Regions from separate parts of the Pan troglodytes genome. Here region 1 is linked to region 2. Evidence: chromatin contacts called from public Hi-C data. All regions are on one chromosome and are shown on one strand. The core of a region is the stretch at or near the end of the contact, and the rest is flanking DNA. Distances in the headings are between cores, read along the strand shown. Region 1 holds the start of CNOT2 (CCR4-NOT transcription complex subunit 2). Region 2 overlaps MYRFL (myelin regulatory factor like).

Region 1 (3,327 bases), core at 18-2,517, 340 kb before region 2:
TTGCCCAAACGATTTTAAAACGAGTGGGATTCTCTGACCAAGACTTTTATGAAAATGAAACAAAATATGTTGCACTCAGTCTTCCGGATGTTGAAAAGTGAAGACGTCTCCAAGGATTCGAAGGAAGTTGATGTTTAGGTTCCCTCTGAGAGGGTGGTACCCTTATGTAAGACTTTTGTGGTAGTAATAACGTACCTACAGGCCTGGAATAAATATAAGGTCTAAAACCTTGGAAATACTTTGTATAAAAGAAAACTCCAATTCTCTTTTGCTAAGGACCACAGTTACCAAGAGTTATCGGCTTTCACCCGGACAGACAACAGTGCTTCAATGAAGAACTACAAAGGCCTCTTTTAACCCTACTCTTTTCTTCTGTTAAACTTTTAAGCGAGACCTACGACAGCAAAAGGTGGAGAGGCCCCTGCGGAAGTAGAAACCCAGGGCTTGCAACTTCACAGACAGAAGCGCCTGTGGTTCCTCCGCCGCCCCAGGACCATCCGGACTCAGTCTACGACACTACGGAAGCTTCACCTTCCTGGTGCGGTGGCAGAGGCGGCATCGCAGTTGCATTCCTTCTCCCTCCACCATGCACAGCCTTCGGTATCCCAGGGCCTGCAGGCTCCTGACACCCGTTAGCCAGTCCAGTGTCTCCCATCTGACACTTGCAAACACACTAACAGAAATACACATAACTGGCAGATGATATACGTGTATTGAGAGAAGGTAAGAAGCCACAGACAGCAACAGCTGCCAGGAAGGCGGCAGAGCCGTCTAAAGCGGGCTCGAGCTCGTCGGCCACGGCCGCTGCCGTCTTCTCTTCTCCCCCAGGAAGCAGCGCGGCGGCAGCGGCTCCTCCGCGCTGGCGGGAGCCTAGGGGAGTGGAGTCTGGGGAAGCCCCACCACTCGCGGATGGGACCGGGCCTAGGATCTGGAGCTGCTGCTGCTGCAGCGGCCCGAGTACAGCGACGCTTTACGTCCGGTCCACCACCACCCCCATACACACCCCCTCCCTCCCTCCACCGCCGCCACCCCCCTCCCCGCCCGCTCCGCTCTCCCTCTCTCGATTGGAGCCGAGACAAAAGCAACGGGGAGCGGTGGGCCGGGACGCTACCGGCGGACCCTGGGCGCGACCGGACCGGCCCCGGGGCATTCCCCCGCCTTGCGGGGGCCCCGAATCTGCCGCCCCCGCCGCGCGCCCCGCTGCCAGACTTCCGAAAATTTACCAAAAACTCACCGCATGAATTTTCTTGTCCCGCGGATCCAAGATGGCGACGTATCCACCGCGGAGGCTGCTGGGAGCAAGACCTTTACCCTCTGACCGCCGCCGTGACCCCCGTCGCTCCGGCTTCCCTCCAGGCGGCAGCGGAAGGTGGGAGCGACGACTGCAAAACGGCAGCGATGGGGTGGGTAGGCCGCTTTCAGCGCGCTTGTAACAAGGTGGAGAGAGGCGCTTCACTTCCCTACCGCCCTTACCGCCGCTCCGTCTTGTCTCCCACCGACTCACAGGGAGGCTTGCTGCTCCTCCGCGGCCGTTACAGAGAGCGGGGCTTCTGCGGCCGCTACCGTTTCCCTGGGGCTAGGTTACTTCGCAGAAGGCTCTGGCCCTGAGTCCGAGGGGGGACTGCGGGGTCCAGGGGCGATGAATGGTGAGGTGGCTTCAGTCCGCCCTCCCCGGGGACGCTGAGCGTGTTCGTGTTTGTGTTTGTGTTGGACACCCCCGCCCCCGCACGTCCGCCTCGTCACTCCTCCCCTCCTCACTCCCGCCACCTGGAGCGAATCTGACCGTGTCCCTGTTTCCTCCCTCAGCTCCCGCAACCTCCGGAGCTTGTGCGCGTACTTCAGGGACCGGCACCACGTCACCGTCACCTCCTGAGTAGTGAGTTCCCCTCTGATGAAACCACTGGTGTATTTACTCACCATCCCCACCATTTTTTTCCCCCCAACCTGATGGAAGGAAGTACATAATGGAGAGCAAGTTTTTAAAGCACGGTCGTGTCGTGTGAACTTGCTCTAGCCAAATTAGGTTTATAGCACTTTTTTTGGCTCTCATTACCTCCAGTCCCCACATAAACAAGAGTGACCAGCTGGGTCATCCGCAAGACCGTTTGAAATTATTGTGGCTTGGGTGGAAACTTAAAGGAGTGAAGTATCTGCTTTCCAGAAAAATCGTTGTCGTTCAAAGTGAAATTAAACTTGTTTTCTTTGCAATAATTCGCCTTTATTTCCTTGTATATCTGTAAACTCTTCACTTTTTTGTAATTACTAGACAATTCGGACTTAAAAAGAGCCTCAGCATGTGTATTTTGGAATTGTGTAGCTTCATAATGTGAAAATTATTCTTTTCTATTTGAGTAATTGAAGTACAGTTAATTTGAAGTAAATAAAATTTCTATTTCCATTGGTTGTTTCTTTTAAAAAGTCACCTTTTACTTACAAAAGAATCACTGTAATCCAGTTTACATTTATCATTGAAAGTCAAAAGCAAGAAATAGGAAGAAACACAAGCATACTATAAAATAAAAGGTAACTGTCATGTTTTTGAAGGTAAGGTGTTTTGACATATCAGCAGACATTGTGTGAATTTATTTCAACTCCTAGTGGTACTGGTGTAGGTAGAAAATGTTTTGCTTGGTTATTGATTTCATCAAACACTCTACTTCACTGTTTTTTTTTCACTTCAGGAAAATTCGAGGAGGAACAACACATACTAGTGTCTTTCTTTCTCCCCGTCCTCTGCAAATAGTCCCTTCCTCTTCCTGCTTTCTCCTCCTTCTCATGTTAACATCTTCAACCATAAGATGGTGTGTTAAAAGATTGAATATACCTCTATGGAATGACTTCCAGAGGGTGTAAGTCTGATATGAGAGTTTTATTACCTTGAGTATTTTACTGGAAGAGATAGAACAACAAACATTTTCATAATAAATGTGTGGGTTAGGAGTGTTAGGAGAAAATACATTGATACTATTACTTTCAATATTTGATACTACTTACTTTGACTCTCACTGAACACCTATTTGTTTAGGATGAATTCACTTTAAACCGGGTTGAAGAACGAGCCTTTAATTGTCCTATTATTTGTGCCAAATCTATTATAAATTTGTTAAAAATTTTTTAATATCTACCTTAGAGGGTACTCTAGGTATTTAATGAGCTAGCATTTGTTAAAGGCTTGTATAGTAAGAATTCTTATAGTAAGAGTTCTTACCAATAGATGGTATATTTTTTAAATTGTCCTGTTGCATCAAAAAGTTCATCTTTATTGGTAATGTTGATTAAGTTTGCCCATTTGGTAGTTTGGTTTCTTTTAACTATCTTACTAGATTT
Region 2 (3,174 bases), core at 633-3,132:
CATAAGTTATACAGCTCCGGAGAGTACTGTCATGATATCTTATCTATGCTAACTCTGAAAAGAATGGCATTATCTGTCTCTATTCCTTCCTAAGAGAAACAATATGCAACCTGGGTTTCCAGACTTTACTTTAAATCAGATTTGTCAGCACAGCAAGGCAATTCCAGATTACATCAAATAAGATGTCAAAGATGGCCCTGGCCCCTGCAGAGGGATGGACAGGCACCTCTGTATTGGCTTATGACGCAAGGAGAGGGCCCCACCTGCCTCTGCCCCAGATGATCCTCATTTGCTGCATGTTATGTCAGAACCCACAAAAATGCAGCCTGGGGTGTGCATGTCCTTCCCTAACCCTGGGATTGCTGAACACATAAGTGTTTTACCTCATTTCTATCATCACTTCATCTCCATTACAACGTTGAGACATAGTTAAAGGATTTCCACTAATAGGAGGCTTATTAATTTTAATTGACAAAAGGAATTACAGAGGGCCCTTTGTTTCAGAACAGTTCGACACGGGCAAGGAGAGATGCCATTTCCCCAAATGGGCAGATCTTCTTTTCTTCCTCAGGGCCTCAGGTTAACAGCCACATACATGGGCAGGCCCACAGTGAACACTGTTCTCTATTGGAGTTTGCATGGCCTCCCTGTATCACTTCAAAGATCCATAACAACACAGTCCCTCCCAGGGCTTCCAGGCCTGTGGCTACCTGTTACTTCATGCCTCTGGTATTTTCAGTGGTGGCCAGCCTGAACTCACACAGCTGCAGCTGCAGCCACCAACAGCTTTATGTTTTGTGCCTGCCAAGACTCCCCTGCACAGCTGTGACCAATCATTCATTCAGCAAAATGTGCTGAACCAGCCATTCCCATGTGCTAGACAGTAGCCCAGATGCCCTGGTACCACCAATCACATTTGGCCTGGAATGCTTTCCTACCACTTTCCCCACCCTGTGGGCTTTAGGGTCAGAGAGATCCAGGCTCCATCATTTACAATTCATGAGATCATGGATTAGTTACTTAGTCTCTTAAGCCTCAGTTGCTCTGGGTATAAATAATGTAATGTGAAAGTATAACAATGTAAAATGATGTCATATATAAATTGTTTAGCTCAGTGCCTAGACCATAGAGTAAAAACCAGAGTCTCTCAACCTCAACACCACTGACATTTTGGGAGGTATAATGTTTTGTTGTGGAGGTTGTCCTGTGCATTGTAAGGTACTGAGCAGAATGCCTGGTCTCTATCCACTAGATGCCAGCTGTGACAACCAAAAATGTCTCCAGACATTGCCAAGTGACCCTTGGAGAACAAAATTGCCCTTGGTTGTGAACCACTGTGTGAAAACTAAAATAATAGTTTCTGCCATTACTATCATTATCATCGAAATAGCATATTCAAGCACACCATTGAAAATTCAAATTCTGCCTACATAGGAGGAAAGCATGTGAGATCCAGAAAAGTCAGAGAACTGAGCTTACCCTTACAATGATCCTTTCAGAGATGTGGGCAGACAACAGATAGAACTGGTCTTGGTTAGCAGCATACAGTCCAACCACCAACATGAAGTATCTAATTCAGAGACAGCAGACCAATGCCAATGCATCAGGAATGGAGACACAATTTGTACAATCAAATACCACCCAACAGTTGATCAATAGTGAACTTATCGAGAAGAGTTTGCTTATTTAAAGACTGCCTTTTCCCTTCTGTTCTAAGTTGTCCCCCCAGTGAAACAAGAGAGTAGTTGATTCACTTGCTATTGTTCTGGGTCAGCTCTTTGCCCAGTTGGTGGTATTTGTGAGCTGTTTTACATGCCCCAAAAGAGCAGGAAAGCAGGCCACCCTGCAGAGACATCCCAGGAGGGGTCTGGAGTCAGCCTATCTGTGCTGATTCAGCACAGGCCTCTCTATGCTGCAGTCCTGAGCCCTCAGCACAGCATGGCTCACAAATACAACAGGAAGCCACCTTAAAGGTCCCTTTGTTCAGAGCCCCAGAAGCCACATGGCCTGGGCCTTAATGGAGACTGACTCCTAGGGTCTGCCCCACCACACTGGATCCTTCCCAGTTCAGCCTGCTCTTGGCCATATATCCTGTGCCTTCAACAACCACAGGGCTTGACTTTAGCCAAAGACTGAGACCTCCCCTTCGATTGCTTCCAAGGCAATTTTCATCACTGTTATTTCAATTCCTCTTCATACGTACCACTGATGAGACAGTTTTAAGACTAGACCACTTCTTAAAAGTCAAAATTAAAACTATCCACATCAAAGAAGCTTTTGCCCAAGAACTGCATGAAAAAACTTCACCAGCTTCCTCTGTAACATTCCTATTCTCTTAGAGAACAAGAGTTTCCCTCTGCATCTAAAGTAAATCAGTAAGAGTAGTAACCGTTATCATTATTATTATTAGTTACTGTCAAGAGCTCAGTGTGTCATATACCGGGCTAAGCAGTTTACCTACATTAGTCTATTTAGAGCCCCAAAACAACTTTATCGGAGTAGAATATTGTTATTGTCTCTATTTTATAGGACAGGAAAATGAGTCTCAGAGAGGTTAAGTTATATGCCCAAGGTCACCCACCCAGTAAATGCCAGTATCAAGTAGTCAGATTCAATTCTATCCAACTCCAAAACCTATGTTCTAAAACCAGCAGTTCTCAAACTTGAGCATGTATCAGTGTCACCTGGAGGGTTTGTTAAAATACAAATTGCTAAGCCCCATCCCCAGAGTTTTCGATTCAGAGTTTTTGATTCTTCAGTAAGGCCCGAGAACTCGCATTTTTAACAAGTTTCCATCTCTGCTAGTCCCGGAACCACACTTTGAAAACCACAGGTCTAAATCATGAAAACAAGTTATTTTCTTTTTTAATCAAAAAGGTCATAGCAGAACTTCAAGACTAGAGATCAGCACACTGGTTGAGAAATGCAGCCAGCCCTCAATCTGTGGATGGCAATGAGACATAAACATGTGGTCACTCTAGAAAAACGTGGAGGCAATCGAGCCAGGCAGAGATAGGGCAGGGCAGGAAAGTGGGCATTGCAGGGCATGGGGTTGGGAGAAGAAAGATGTCCACAGGTAAAGGAGAAATGTTAATAAACTGAGAGTCAGAGAAGGGAGGAAAGTGGCTTAGAGGCCCTGTGTTCTGGCTGGTAGCACCAGGAAGATCAGAGGGG

What was found. Hi-C and Micro-C count contacts between places; a contact is called where the count stands out from the background.
Region 1: a contact with region 2 is called in a Hi-C map of induced pluripotent stem cells, with 1.8 times the contacts expected there. The contact joins the promoter of CNOT2 here to the enhancer-like site in region 2. A contact is called at or near these places in 3 of 7 Hi-C or Micro-C datasets (induced pluripotent stem cells and stem cell-derived neural progenitor cells) and 1 of 1 datasets of contacts at active chromatin or transcription factors (stem cell-derived excitatory neurons).

The regions. Positions count from the first base shown.
Region 1 is chr10:76,976,587-76,979,913 of NHGRI_mPanTro3-v2.0_pri, reverse strand. CNOT2 (CCR4-NOT transcription complex subunit 2) reads right to left here and starts at 1,267. Exons shown (of 17, transcript NM_001280492.1): 1 at 1,235-1,267. It overlaps LOC134807584, which reads left to right and starts at 910. Exons shown (of 2, transcript XM_063786926.1): 1 at 910-1,369; 2 at 1,807-2,398. The coding sequence starts at 910. The coding sequence ends at 1,877.
Region 2 is chr10:76,641,194-76,644,367 of NHGRI_mPanTro3-v2.0_pri, reverse strand. It overlaps MYRFL (myelin regulatory factor like), which reads right to left. Exons shown (of 25, transcript XM_016924934.3): 10 at 1,480-1,570. Among named protein-coding and RNA genes, the nearest start is that of MYRFL, 79 kb to the right of the region's middle. Within about 2 kb of position 1,882, at least 3 of the 24 cell types and tissues checked have an H3K27ac peak or open chromatin away from gene starts, as enhancers often do. A contact at or near this core is called in induced pluripotent stem cells, where this site is marked.